Regions from separate parts of the Gossypium hirsutum genome. Here region 2 is linked to region 1. Evidence: chromatin contacts called from public Hi-C data. All regions are on one chromosome and are shown on one strand. The core of a region is the stretch at or near the end of the contact, and the rest is flanking DNA. Distances in the headings are between cores, read along the strand shown.

What was found. Hi-C and Micro-C count contacts between places; a contact is called where the count stands out from the background.
Region 2: a Hi-C map of leaf shows a contact between it and region 1, with 1.6 times the contacts expected there. The contact joins the promoter of LOC107890490 here to the promoter of LOC107954541 in region 1. A contact is called at or near these places in 3 of 34 Hi-C or Micro-C datasets (callus and leaf).

Annotation. Positions count from the first base shown.
Region 1 is chrA12:14,798,020-14,804,858 of Gossypium_hirsutum_v2.1, forward strand. It overlaps LOC107954541 (S-adenosyl-L-methionine:benzoic acid/salicylic acid carboxyl methyltransferase 2), which reads left to right and starts at 2,827. Exons shown (of 4, transcript XM_041084000.1): 1 at 2,827-3,180; 2 at 3,272-3,676; 3 at 3,785-4,039; 4 at 4,392-4,890. The coding sequence starts at 3,106. The coding sequence ends at 4,748.
Region 2 is chrA12:15,088,309-15,095,147 of Gossypium_hirsutum_v2.1, forward strand. It overlaps LOC107890490, which reads right to left and starts at 3,259. Exons shown (of 4, transcript XM_016814945.2): 1 at 2,886-3,259; 2 at 1,156-1,952; 3 at 315-743; 4 at 1-122. The coding sequence starts at 1,948.

The DNA.
Region 1 (6,839 bases), core at 1,577-4,076:
TGAAATAGATAAATATATTATATTAATAATATTAAATGTGCTCTAATTGTTTATCACGATATTACCATTTTCTTATAGCATGTCAAAAAGTTATCAAGTTAGTAAAAAAATTCAATATTAAAAATATTTTTTTTAGAAATTAAATATTGAGTTTCCAAATGACACCAACACAATCATTGGTATTATCTATATACACAAATTTAGTGAGAAACATATTTTATATATATATTTTTAAATTTACTCAAAAATAATCATTGGTGTAGTGGCGAAGACTTTGTTTATAAATTCATTAAACAAGTTCAATCCCTAGATATGTTTAATCTCATAATTTGATGGGGTTTTATCTCATAAATTAACTGGGTTGGAGTTATGGACATTCGCATTAATAAAGTTCTAACACTTCCCCTTTGGATGTTTATTAAAGAAAAATGTTCAAAACAAAAATTTTTATTAGAAAAAATTCTATGAGATAAAAAATCTAATGAAAGAAAAAGATTACACAATCTTCTACTATAAGTTGTTTTGTTAAAAAAAATTTTACTGGGAAAAACTAATGAGACAAAACCTTATATGTATTGAACTTCCGCAAATGACAATGCCACTTAACATCTTTGGGTCAATGTATTCCAATTTTTTATGCTAGCCTTTCATATGTTGAAGTTCGTAATGTTGATAAACAAATCTGCTAAATTATTACCTGAATGAATTTGTTGAACTTCAATATCACATTTTGTTCTCTAATAAGTCCTCATCAATTTTGCTAAAAAAAAAGTCATCATCGATTATTTTTTTTCCACATAATTTTAATTGAGAAGTTATCTTAAATATTACAAAGTTATACTCACTCACAATTTAAAAATCTTGCAACTTTAGATGCATCCAATCATAACGAGCTTTAGGTAAGATTATCGTTTTCTAATGGTCATATATTTCTTTTGTATTATTCCATAATTCAAGTGGCCTTTTTATGGTTAATATTTTGCTTCTAATCATTCATGGAGACGACAACAAATAAAAATCATGTCTCAGTTAGATTCCTCATTGCCTAGCATAATAATTTTCTTAAAACCTTTAACATTTAAGTGGATTTCAGTATCCATCACTATGAAGAATAGTTCTTGTCCGATGTATAAAGGGTCGCAAATCCAAGTTTGGTAAAATTTGGCATTATTCAAATTAGAGGTGAGAAAAACTTGATTCAATTTAAAAAAATTGAAAAAAAATAAATTTTAAGTTAATCAATTTGAGTTATTCGAGTCAAGTTGAATTTTACAATTCAAATAACTTAAATTATTCAAATAATTAGAATAAATACCAGACATAAAACCCGAGATTTTTCATATAATTTTTTTCACTTACAAAAAAAGTTTTATTTATAAGCACCTTGAATGAAATACAAATAAATCAAGCTTTGCATTTAAAGAACATTAAAATTTTATCTCATAAATTAATGAGGGTTGGAGTTATGAACATCTACATAAATAGATTTGTAAAAATTTTCTATTTTTCTTCAATAGAAGAATTTTCTTATGTTGTTTGATTAATTTATTTGGTTGCTTATAGATCTTTTTGTTTAAAAAAAAATTCAAATTGAGCTTTCAAGAAAAAAGAAGAAGAAGGAAAAAGAGTGATTAAAAAGACCAATATATTATTGAAAAAATAAAGTAAAATATTAAATTTAGCCCTTAATGTTTATATTTTTATTAATTTAGCCTTTACTTAATTTTTTAGTTAAATTTGATCATTAACCTTTTAAAGAGTCAAATTGTTTTTTTAAAAAAAAAGGAAATATTGACTAAAACATTGAATTCTTATCGATGTTGGTGTGGCAGTCCATGTGCACTTCATGCTAACATAATACTATTTATCTTTAACAAATAATTTAAAAATTATAAAATATTCAAAGAATATAAAATATAAAAAAAATTCAAGAAAATTAGCATGACGTACATGTCATATGGGACACCATTTTTAAAAATTTAATGTTTTAGTTAGGATTTCTGTTAAAAATAACAATTCTACTTTTTTTGAAAAGTTGATCGTAAAATTCGACTATTTTAAAAGATTGAAGGCCAAATTTAACTTAAAAAAGAATAAAAGCAAAATTGATAAAAAGAGTAAACATTTAGGGCTAAATTTAGTATTATGCCAAAAAAATCATAAATTTCGAGGAAAACGTTTTTGGCAGAGCATGCATGAGGTAGATGTAAATTGGATTTCTTGTATGACTTTCTAATAATATAATTTATAAAAATCTATACTAATTTTAAAGTGTTTGATGGAATTGGTATCAATCTCAACTCAGTTAAAAATTATAAAAAAAAAATCATTCTTTTTATAAAGTAACAAGGATGAATGCATTTTTATATTTTTATATATTTATATAAAATTTAAAATAATATTTATATGACAGGAAACATTTTATCATTTCAACTAAAATTCCAATTATTTTTTATATAAATATTTTATAAATTACATAAATATCTCATGTGTCAATAATAGTCATAATATTAATGAAAAGGTATCTATGTATATAACAAGAAGAAAAAGACTAATGGTTGCGGACAAAGACGTGGTTGTTGCCGATAAGATTGGAAAATTTGCGGCATCCTATGAATAACTCCCACTTCAACTTTTTATACTTCTTTTTTAATTTTATTCTATATTTTTATAATTAATTTTTAAACATTTTAAATAAAATCAAATTTCACTTTATTTAATTATTTTCAAAGTCGAGAAAAAGTGTCGGTAGTGATATCACATATGTGGTGTCTCTAAATGATAGTTGATTTATGGAGTGATATACCGACACTTTTCTCCAGTTGTATGATTTTTAGTTTCATATAACTTTTTAAGAACAAAAACTGAAAAAAAAAATTACAAGTAATTGATTATACTGTTATTTTATCCCAAAGCAGAAAATGTTGAAAGGGAAGGAAATACTATGTACGTGTGAAAATAAATACAAGATATAATGCTAGCCTAACTACCCGCTGATCGAAACGTCTATAAATAGGGGGTCCGTGCAAAGTATCTCGATCACACAAAGTAACCATATTCAGCTTTGATAAATAGTGACAAGAGTGAGATAAAATATCCATCGAGATGGAAGTAGTTCAAGTTCTTCATATGAATGGAGGAGTTGGAGAAACCAGCTATGCAAACAATTCTTTTGTTCAGGTATCAATGTACAATAATATGTCATATACGTATCTGTCGATAACTTTTATTGTATGTACTGAGATATTTTTCAATGTTGAAATTGGGACAGCAAAAGGTGATAACCATGACAAAGCCAATCACGGAGGACGCCATAACTAAGCTCTATTGCAGCACTTATCCGGAAGAAATAGCCATCGCAGATTTGGGTTGTTCTTCCGGACCCAACACTTTCTTTGTGGTATCTGAACTTATCAAAGCGGTGAATAGTGTTCGCCAAAAGATCTGCCAAAAATCCCCCGAGTATCAAGTGTTTTTGAATGATCTTCCTGGGAATGACTTCAACACCATTTTCAGGTCCTTGTCTATCTTCCAGAACAAACTGAGGGAGCAACTTGGACCCGGCATTGGACCATGTTTTTTCACTGGAGTACCTGGTTCTTTCTACGGAAGGCTTTTCAGGAAAAACAGCCTTCATTTTGTACACTCTTCCTATAGTCTGCAATGGCTCTCTCAGGTTTAGTTTATATATTAATGAAGTACAGTATAATATAATATATCTGTAATCATTTTAGAATGAAAAATAGCTTGTAATTTATGAGTGGACTATTTTGATTTGATCCAGGTTCCTCGAGGGCTGGAAAATAATAAAGGGAACATTTACATGGCTAGCACAAGTCCACCAAACGTGCTTAAGGCATACTATGAGCAATTCCAACAGGATTTTTCCTTGTTTTTGAAGTGTAGATCAGAGGAACTGGTGGATGGAGGGCGTATGGTTTTGACATTTTTAGGGAGAAGAAGTGATGATCCTTCAAGCAAAGAGTGTTGTTACATTTGGGAGCTTTTGGCCATGGCTCTCAATGATATGGTCCTTGAGGTATAGAATGAATAATTCTACTCACCGTTGCTGGGAATTGAACCGTACATTTGCAGGATAGGATATACAATCTTTTAAAGATAACTATATGAATCAATCATATTTAGGTTATTCCATCAGGGATAGTTATCAATTGGACACTAGTTGATATTATCTATATATATGAGCCACCCCACCTACCTATGTATCTTATCATTTTCCGGAAGTGGAAATCTGATAGTGTCTGGCCAATAAACTAGTAAACTAGGGAGTTAATTTCCTAAAGTATATTTTGCTGCATATATATATATATATATAAAGTTGATAAACTAGATATTAATTAGATAATAAAGAAAACATGAAATAAATGCAGGGAGTGATAGAAGAAGAGAAACTGAACAGCTTCAACATCCCACAATACACACCATCGCCAGCAGAGGTTAAATATGAGGTTGAGAAGGAAGGGTCGTTCAGCATCGATCGACTGGAAGTAACTGAAGTGAATTGGAATGCTTATCAAAACGAAACTGACTTATCTGATGCATTTAAAGATGGTGGGTACAACGTCGCCAAGTGCATGAGAGCTGTGGCTGAACCACTGCTTTTCAGCCACTTTGGTGAAGCAATCATCGATGAAGTGTTTCGAAGGTACAGAGAAATTGTTGCTGATCGCATGTCCAAAGAGAAGACTGAGTTTGTCAATGTCATTATTTCTCTTAAAAAAGCTTGATTATTATTCATCAGTGGTTATCTACCGTGGAACCCCACCACCACCACAAAACAAATAAATATTATATGGTACAAATGAACTGTGCTACGCCACTATATTATCCGATCAAGAATAATTTCATGCTTGCAAGTTGTTTGTAAAATTTTACCACTCTTTTTTTTAATTTCTAAATACATTAAATTATAAAATTTACAAACCAATACCTAAAATTACAAAGTCAAAGTTGACAAATTATCAGTTTTCTTTCTGGTTTCAATGTCAAAAGTTTTATAATTAAAAGCTAAAGAAAATCAACCTTAGCCACCAGCCCACCACCTCATAAAGGAAAAGAAAAGACACTTTCAATCCAATGTTTTTTCATCCAAGGAAACCACAAAAGTTCTAAAATAGTTAATATAGACTATATATCTATGCAGGATAAAAATTTTACCTATTCCAAAATGTTAAAATTTATTCTTAATGCTATTAATTTTGTAGAATTTAAGAAAATTGAATTTTTTTTAACAAGTTCACAAAGGAGTTGATGGAATTTGCAATAGAGATATGGTTAAATATTAGTGCTTTTGTCGTTGAGCCACGGGTTCGATTCTTCTTCTGGGAGGAATTGAACTTAGGATTTAAGAATGAAATCACAATTATCTAACCATTTAACCAAAAAAGCCAATGTGTCAAAAATATTAATTTAAAAAAAAGAGAGTTTAAAACAACATGAAATAAAAATAAAAATGGGAGGGAGAGAAATTAAACTTGAAACTGAAGGACAAAAACACTAACATTTAACTAATTGACCAAAAAAGCTAAATTATCAATTTTTAGTGAAAACGCATCTTGTAGGGCACGTTTTCAGTAGATGTGACTGAAAGCGCACCTTATAAGACGTGTTTTCATTGACACAATAGATAAGACGCGTTTTTCTTTTTTCTAAAAAAATAGTATAAATCGATAAATTAAAAAAAAACTAATTTCTCAAATAACCCTGATAAATGAGAGGTAGGTAAAAGAAAATTCGTGACACATAAGCTAAGTATTATTATTATTTAAAATTGGTTTCGTCTAAAAGGTAAAAAAACCTAATTGTAGCACATAAGCTAAGAATGAATAGTTTTTGTTAATAAATTAAGTACAGAAAAGTATTACTTTAGTTGTATGTTTAAGTAAAGATAGAGATTAAGTCCACGTAGTGTTAAAATTCAACTACTTCATAAATAATTTAATGTAGTACTTCATTTAAATAACGTTATTAATATGACGCCCGCGTTAATGACATGTTATAACTACATTACACTCTTGGAAAAATAACATTATTTTATTTTATTTTTCTTCAATCGAAGAATTTGCCTATCTTGTGTCTAAACTTAAATCTTATTTTGTTTTTCTTCTCATCAAAGAAATGAATTTTTTTTGGTTGTTTATATTAAAAAAAATAAAAAAATAAAAGGGTTATTTAACTATAAAAAGTTTCAAAATGGTTACACAACTATTTAATTTTATCCTTTTTGGTCACTAGCTAGTTAATAGTAATGTCTTTTAAAATTGACATAATAGTAACTTTATCCCTTAATATTTATACATTTTGGATCAACTAAGTCTTGATTCTAAAAAACTTAACCCTCAACTTCTACAAATTGTGTAATTTGGGTAGTTCTAAACATTATATATAAAAAAACCCTCGGTAAAAAAAATCAATTGAGTTCTTATGAAAAAGGTTCACTTAATTGAGCCATCAGTGACAAAAAAAAATAAAAATCAATTGACTTCTTTTGTTAACGGAAACTGTCAATTGAACAGTTTGATCGTTAACTGTATCGATGTGGCTAATGAAAAACATTAAAAGTTAACCACATAGCTATATGTTCATGAGGCATGACAGGTCAGCAAAATATAAAAATTAATTTTTTTAAAATAATAAAAATTGAATTTCGACATGGTTTTCTAAAAACTAAAAAAATTCAAAAATTATGAACAAAATTATTGATAATTATTTAAGAATTCTAAGATATTATAAAAATAAAGTATGAAAATTTTTTAAAAAAATTTAAAAACTTATTTAAAAAAACTAATAAAAATGTGCATTCGAATGTACCAAGACAA
Region 2 (6,839 bases), core at 2,009-4,508, 290 kb after region 1:
TTTACCTGTTGGGAGGTAAGACCAAGCCAAGGCTGCTGTCCCAAGGGTAATTGCAGTGGCAATTGAACCCCATATCCATCTCTGCCTTCTTTTCTTCCTTTGTCTCTCTCGCCGTGCCATCTCTGTACAAAACAATGAAACAGAACAAAATCAGGTAAACATACTGCATCATATTCTTAAGTAAATCCGCAGCTTGCTGCATATTTCAACAGAGAGAATCAGACTAAAGAAACTAGTTGAAAAAGAAGTCTTGCATTCTTTTTTTCCAAAACAACTGGTTATGCAACTTTAAGAAATCAGGATATAGCACTCACCTACAGCCTCCTGGTTCCTCTGAGACATTTCCTGATTAACAGCCTCATAGTAGTGTAGTCGGTCCAACAATCGGGCGATTTCAAAGTTTTTTGAGTCAATTTGAGCTTCCATCTCCATCTCCATCTCTGCCCTTGCAATTCCCCTTCCAACGGTTAATGATACAAATCGTGCAACATCTGCTTGCTGCCTCAATTCTTCAGCTTGATTCACCAGCTCATCATCTGTCACATCAATAGGATCTGCAGGCAGTGACAATCCCACAACAGCTAACCCTTGGCTGATTGTTTTCCACATATGTAGCATCTTATTTAGAGCTTCTTCTGCCTGCTTCCTCTTCTCTATTTCCATGAGTAAGCTGAGTCTTATTTCACATGCTTCAGCTTCAGTGTCACGATGAATGGACTGTGATCCACTCTCAGAGGATAATTCTGGACGAAACAAGAGATCCAAGTAAAACTTCTATAACAGCCACGAAAATCATTGCACTCAGCCCTTTTCTAAATAAAGCACTACCTATGGTAAAGTTTTTCAAATTTCTCAATATTTCAACAAAAATGTTCAGGTTCCAGGCAAGCTGGGATACACATAAATATGCACACATGAACATAGAAATATCCAAAATAACATGTCTTTTACTGTTAAGTCATTAGTTATCATGTAATCAAGAGTCAAGGCATTTAAACAAAGGCTAGCACAATCATAATATCACAGCCTATATTTAAAAAATTAAGCGCAACCATGCAAAAAAATTAATTTCTAGCAAAAAAAAACCAAGCATCTATATTTAAATATATGCAGTTATATGTAATCACATTCAGATGAAAACAAAACTCAACATACCGTCCCAAGCATCAAAAAACTCTACCCCTGATGTAGCAAGCCTTGCAGCACTTTCTGCCCCAATATCATCATCTCCATCGGTATTAGTTGTGGCACTCATTGATTCCTTTGGATCAAAGAAATCTTCACTTTCATCATATCTGTCCAAGTTCAACGAATGAAGCTTTACCTCGGCAATATCACTGGGCATACCATTATTCATTTGGCTCTTTCCAACTTTCTCATTACTGCTCCCAAATTCAACATCATGGACACCATTCCTGCGTTCATCTTGAATGGAGCCAGAATGGACACCATTTGCCTGTTCTACTTTAATAGGACCATTATTGACACCATTCCCGTGCTCCTCTTCATCAGGTTCATGAATGCTAAAATTAAAAGAACCATCCTTAGATAGATCAACAGACTTGGTTTCTGTCAGCTTCGCCTTCCCATTAACCTCACTTTCTTCAATGGTTTTCTTCTGAGATGATACATTGTTTTCAGAAAAGCTCTTCAGAAGGCGAGGCCCACGACGCTTGTGATTGATGATGTAAGGTGAAGGGGGAAAAGAAGATGGTGAATCAGGTAGTGGAGTTGCCTCAGGAGTAGCATAGAGGGCAGGTGACGCTATTTGGGGATGATTGATCTTCCTTTCAGTTACTGATGTATTATTCATCCTCTCCAGCTTTGAATTGGGTATAAGCTTTGGCTTGGGAATCGGTGGTTTCATATTAGGACCAGATTTGTCAACAGATTTCGAAGCTCCAGGTTCTATTAGCCTATCCAAAGCTATAGCAGTAAAAGTCGGCATGGCTCTGCATAATAATAATAAAAAAAGAAGATAAAGTCAACAAACCTGTATCTAATCATTTTCTTAGGAAACAGAAGGGAAGAAGAAAATCTCATTGTTGCTACAAGTGATAACATTCTAATTTCAATGAAATGGAGAAGATTCACTCAATTAAACTTGTGCTTGCTAACTTTTTGTTCTATCAACCCAGCTAGAAACCTCCATATTTTACGCCTGTCCCTAATTGGAACTGGGAGCTAAGTACAACCATCCAAACCCTAAATCCATACTACGTGAGCCAAAATTAGTGTGATCCCTCTGCCAATCACTCAAATCAACCAGGATAATTGTTAAAGGAAAAAACAGGAAAAAAAAAGAAAAAAGAAGAAGAGTAAAACAGACCAAACAATCTTAAATTCATATACACACATTTATTCAGCACTTCAGCTATACTGCTACAAAAAGATTTTTTTTTTCCCTTTTTAAGTAAAACCAAAACCTATATGCTGATTTTGAATAAGAAAGCATATAGCTAAATTAAATATGAAATTGTGTAGATAAATTAAAGCCCCCATATAAGTATAACTAATTGAAAAATTGAAACCAAAACAAAGCTACCAGACACATGAGAATTCCACCTAATTTAACAGCAACCAAACATAACGAAAAGAAGAAAAAGGATATCTTCTAATCATCTACTTTGACTATTTGATGAATTAAAAAGGGATATCTACGTTAACGATGCAAAACTCGATTACTTTGCGAAGGCTCCGTTTGGAAGCAGAGAAAAGTTAAAACAAATGAACGAGAAAAACCGCAATGGATCCCTAATATAACATAGGTACACCAGCAAATTCAAAAACTGGAAAAAAAGATTAAAATTAACGAAAACCTCAAAACAAATAAAAGAAATCATTAAAGAAAAGCGAAAAAGGAAAAGAAAAGAGAGCTTTATTACCTACTAGGATGCTAAGAAAAAAATAATCCTTCAAGAAGAAACCCTAGGCGCAAGCGGCGGAGGATTCGGTGGCGCGACGAGAAGGAATAGGAGAGATCAGATTAGAGCGCGCGAAGTGAAGACATAAAACGGGGATTTCTTTATCATTTACTTTAAATTTTCTGTTTCTATTTATATAGAAAAAGAAAAAGAAAATATAAATCTGCTTCTGTGATCTTCTGGAACTCGCAAAAAACCTGTTCCCCAAGTTATTATCTTCGCCTCCACTTCTCTCCGCAAAAATTTCAAAAGGCTTGCTATTCGTTGCTGGGGATTTAGTGAAATGTCGGGTTTGACCTTGATTGGGGATGTAGGGTTCAGTTTGGAATGGGGGTAGTTTGGAATATATTTATGTTGGGAGAGGGTTCCAAAGTGTTTGGAAATGTTTTTGTTTCGTGGGCTCACACGACATCGTTTTCACGGGATTTCTACCTTTTTGTTTCTTAATGCATAGTTTGAAACTTCCTTCATTGCCTTTTGCCTTGGGCAAAACGGCAAAATTATGAAAAGTGGGGTGCGTGGGGTCAGCAAATGAATTCACTGACCGCGGCAAAATTAAGCAACGGACATACCCTCTTTTCTCTCTTTTTGTTTTTATTTTTTTATTTTTTATTTGTAAAATAAGGCCCAACCATTTTAATATTTCAATTATAATTAAAACAAACACCAACAATATTTGAGTTGAGTAAAGGATTGTCTAATGCAACAAGAATCTTGTGATAACCTCAGTTATCACATGTTCAATCTGTAATAAAAAATTGTCACTTTTCGATAATATTAATTAAATAAAAGCTAAGTAATAATTTTTATTAAAATTAAAATTAACTTTATTCTTAAAAACACCGACTAAAGGGTTGTTTAATCCAAGAATCTTGTGATGATTTGATGTAATCATAAATAAATAAGGAGGAACTTTTGGAATCTAGAAAATTGAGGGTTAAAGAAGAAAGAGAACACGTGGTAAGTTTATAGTTCAAGGGCGAAAAGTGCTTTGGTAAGGGCTGACCACATGTAAATGGAATCTGTCAATGTCATCATCCAAAATACAAAAATATCTTGGTTCAATGGAATCAACTACTAAATTGGGCTCATCACTATTGTACGGACTACGGATTAAAGATTTCAACAGCCCGGGCTTGGAAAAAAAGGCCCAACTTGTTCCCCTATTTATAGATACCGGATATTGATACGTATAAGTGGTCAGGTCAGCCCAAGTAAAAAAAATTTAAATTCGTTTTTTAGACTCAAGTTTAGCCCGTCATATTAAAATTTTTTATATAAAAAATAATACACTAAATATGCTAAAAATAATAATAAAATAAGATTTATATAATATCTAAATAATAACAACAAAAAAAGTAATAATCTAATAGCAAAATGATAGTAAAACAATGAAAAAACAGTAGCAAAACAATAAAAAATTATAATTTTTTACAAATTCGGGTTGGGCTGAGCCCTAGCCAAAAAAGACTATCCCAGGCTCAACCCGTTTAGAAAACGGGTCTTATTTCTTTGTCAAAGCCCATTTTTTAAATTTATACTTTTGCCTAAACTCTCTCACTTTTCAAATGGGCTTGGCCCGACCTATAGACAAGTCTATAAATTATAATTTATATTTATATCTTTTCTATAGTAACTTTTTTCCCAAGACTAATCCAATTGATAAAATACAATAATATAAAAATTATTAATTTATTAATTTTAACTTTATCATTTCAACTGAAGTCATATTTATGCTACGCTTGATAAGAGTATTTTTTTTACACATGTTTTGATATATGTATTAACAATATATTAATTCAATTGGTAATATTTAGCCACTCCCATGACTTAATTTTAGCAAAGAAAATAAAAAGTTTTCGTTTATTTTGAAGATGTCTTATTTGTTTTTTACAAGATTTTTTACTCACATTTCTAATTTCAAGTTTAATTTTGTACTAACTATTTTATTTTATGTCTAAATATTGTAATATATTTATAATTTATAGGTTAAAATGTGCCACAAGACCTTATATTTTTTTAAAAAATAGGAATTTAATACGTGTACTTTTATTTCATGGAGTTTAATCCCTCTACTTTTCAGATTTCAAATTTCAAGTCCAACTGTTAACACTGATATATTTTTTAATTCAAGTTAATTACAATGTCATTTTTTTTAATTACATGGCTATCAAGTGAGTTTTTTTTTTATTTCAAAAATGTCATAACAAAAAATTTAATTAAAAAAATAAAAAATATTAACAGTTGGAAATAAAAGTACAATGACATATAACATATTTTGACCTAACTGTAATATATATATATATATATATAAAAGTGCAAGTTCGAAAAAACTTTTGAGCTAACGAGAAAATCCTTTATTTTTCCTCATATTACTAAATTTACATTTAAAAATAAATATAATATTTAATTAATAATTATTAGTTAAAAAGGTTGAAGTAAAATAGAAGTTGTGATAGTTATACATTTAAAAGTAATTACAATTTAATAAAAGTTGTGATAATTACACATCTAAAAATAATTATAATTTAATTTACAGCTAAAAAAGTTGTTATATTTATTAATTACAATTTTTAGTAAAAAAAGTTATGTTGATCTTATTGATATAAAATAAATTTATTACTTCAATCAAATTCTAAGTATGTTAATTATCACCTAATTAAATATTAGAGTTAATTATGTTAATTACTTATTATTTTGAATAATGCTACTTTACATTAATTACATAAAGTAAATTTATATTATATGTTGAATATGTTAAAAATGTTTTAATTATAATTTTAAAAATTTCTATTATAATATTTGAATTGATAAGTTAATCTATTTTAATTATATTAATAATTTAAATAAAAAATATTTTTATGTTAATTATTGTAATTAAAAATTTAAAATTTAAAAATTAATTAAATATTAAATGCGTAAAATCACATGTGACGCATGTTACATTAGAAGCTAGTATGCAATAAATAAAATTTTCCCTCATGTTATTACATTAGTAACCAAACAATGCATATATCAAGTTTTTTAAAAAAAAATAATTTATTACGTAAATTTCACATATATCATGAATGTGTCATAATCTAATTATAATAAATTTTTTTAATCAATTTGATGTTATTACTTCAACTCAATAAAAAATTATTAAAATAAAATAAATAAATAAACAAAAATATTTTTAATGTATTAAATAAAATACCTTAAAAAAAATGATGTCAAGTGAATTTAACAAGTTTGACATTTTGTGAGTCTAATTTGAGAAAGTAAACTATTCTGACTCTAAGGGTGGGTTTGGATGGAGGTGCGTTTACCTGCGATTAGTGTAACACCCCTGACCCATATCCGTCACCGAAACAGGGTTATGGAGCATTACCGGGATTTACAGATCAAATACAAACATTTCATATCATTTAACATACATATCAGAAACTAATCATAATCACTCATATTGTCCCTTATAAGAGCCCTTGAGACCCAAAATACGCATTAGAAATAAATCGGGACTAAACCGGGAACTCAGAAAATTTTTCAGAAAATATAAAAAATTTTCAAAGGAGCAGGGGACACAAGGCCGTGTGGCTCACACGGTCAAGAGACATGCCCATGTCTTAGGCCGTGTGGGCATTCGGAATAGGGGCACACGGTCGTGTCCCAGCCCATGTCCAAACTTGGGTACTATCTAACTTGGGTCACATGGCAAAGCCACATGCCCGTGTGCTAGGTCGTGTAAGCATACTGACTTGTAATATTAAGGTATAGGGGTCACACGGCCAAGCCACACGCCCGCATGCTAGGCCATGTGAATATTTTGAGCATTCTGTTTCTAAATTTTAAAGATGTAGGGGACACACGGCCAAACCGCACGCCCATGTGCTAGGCCGTGTGTCACACATGGCTGAGACACACGCCCGTATCTCT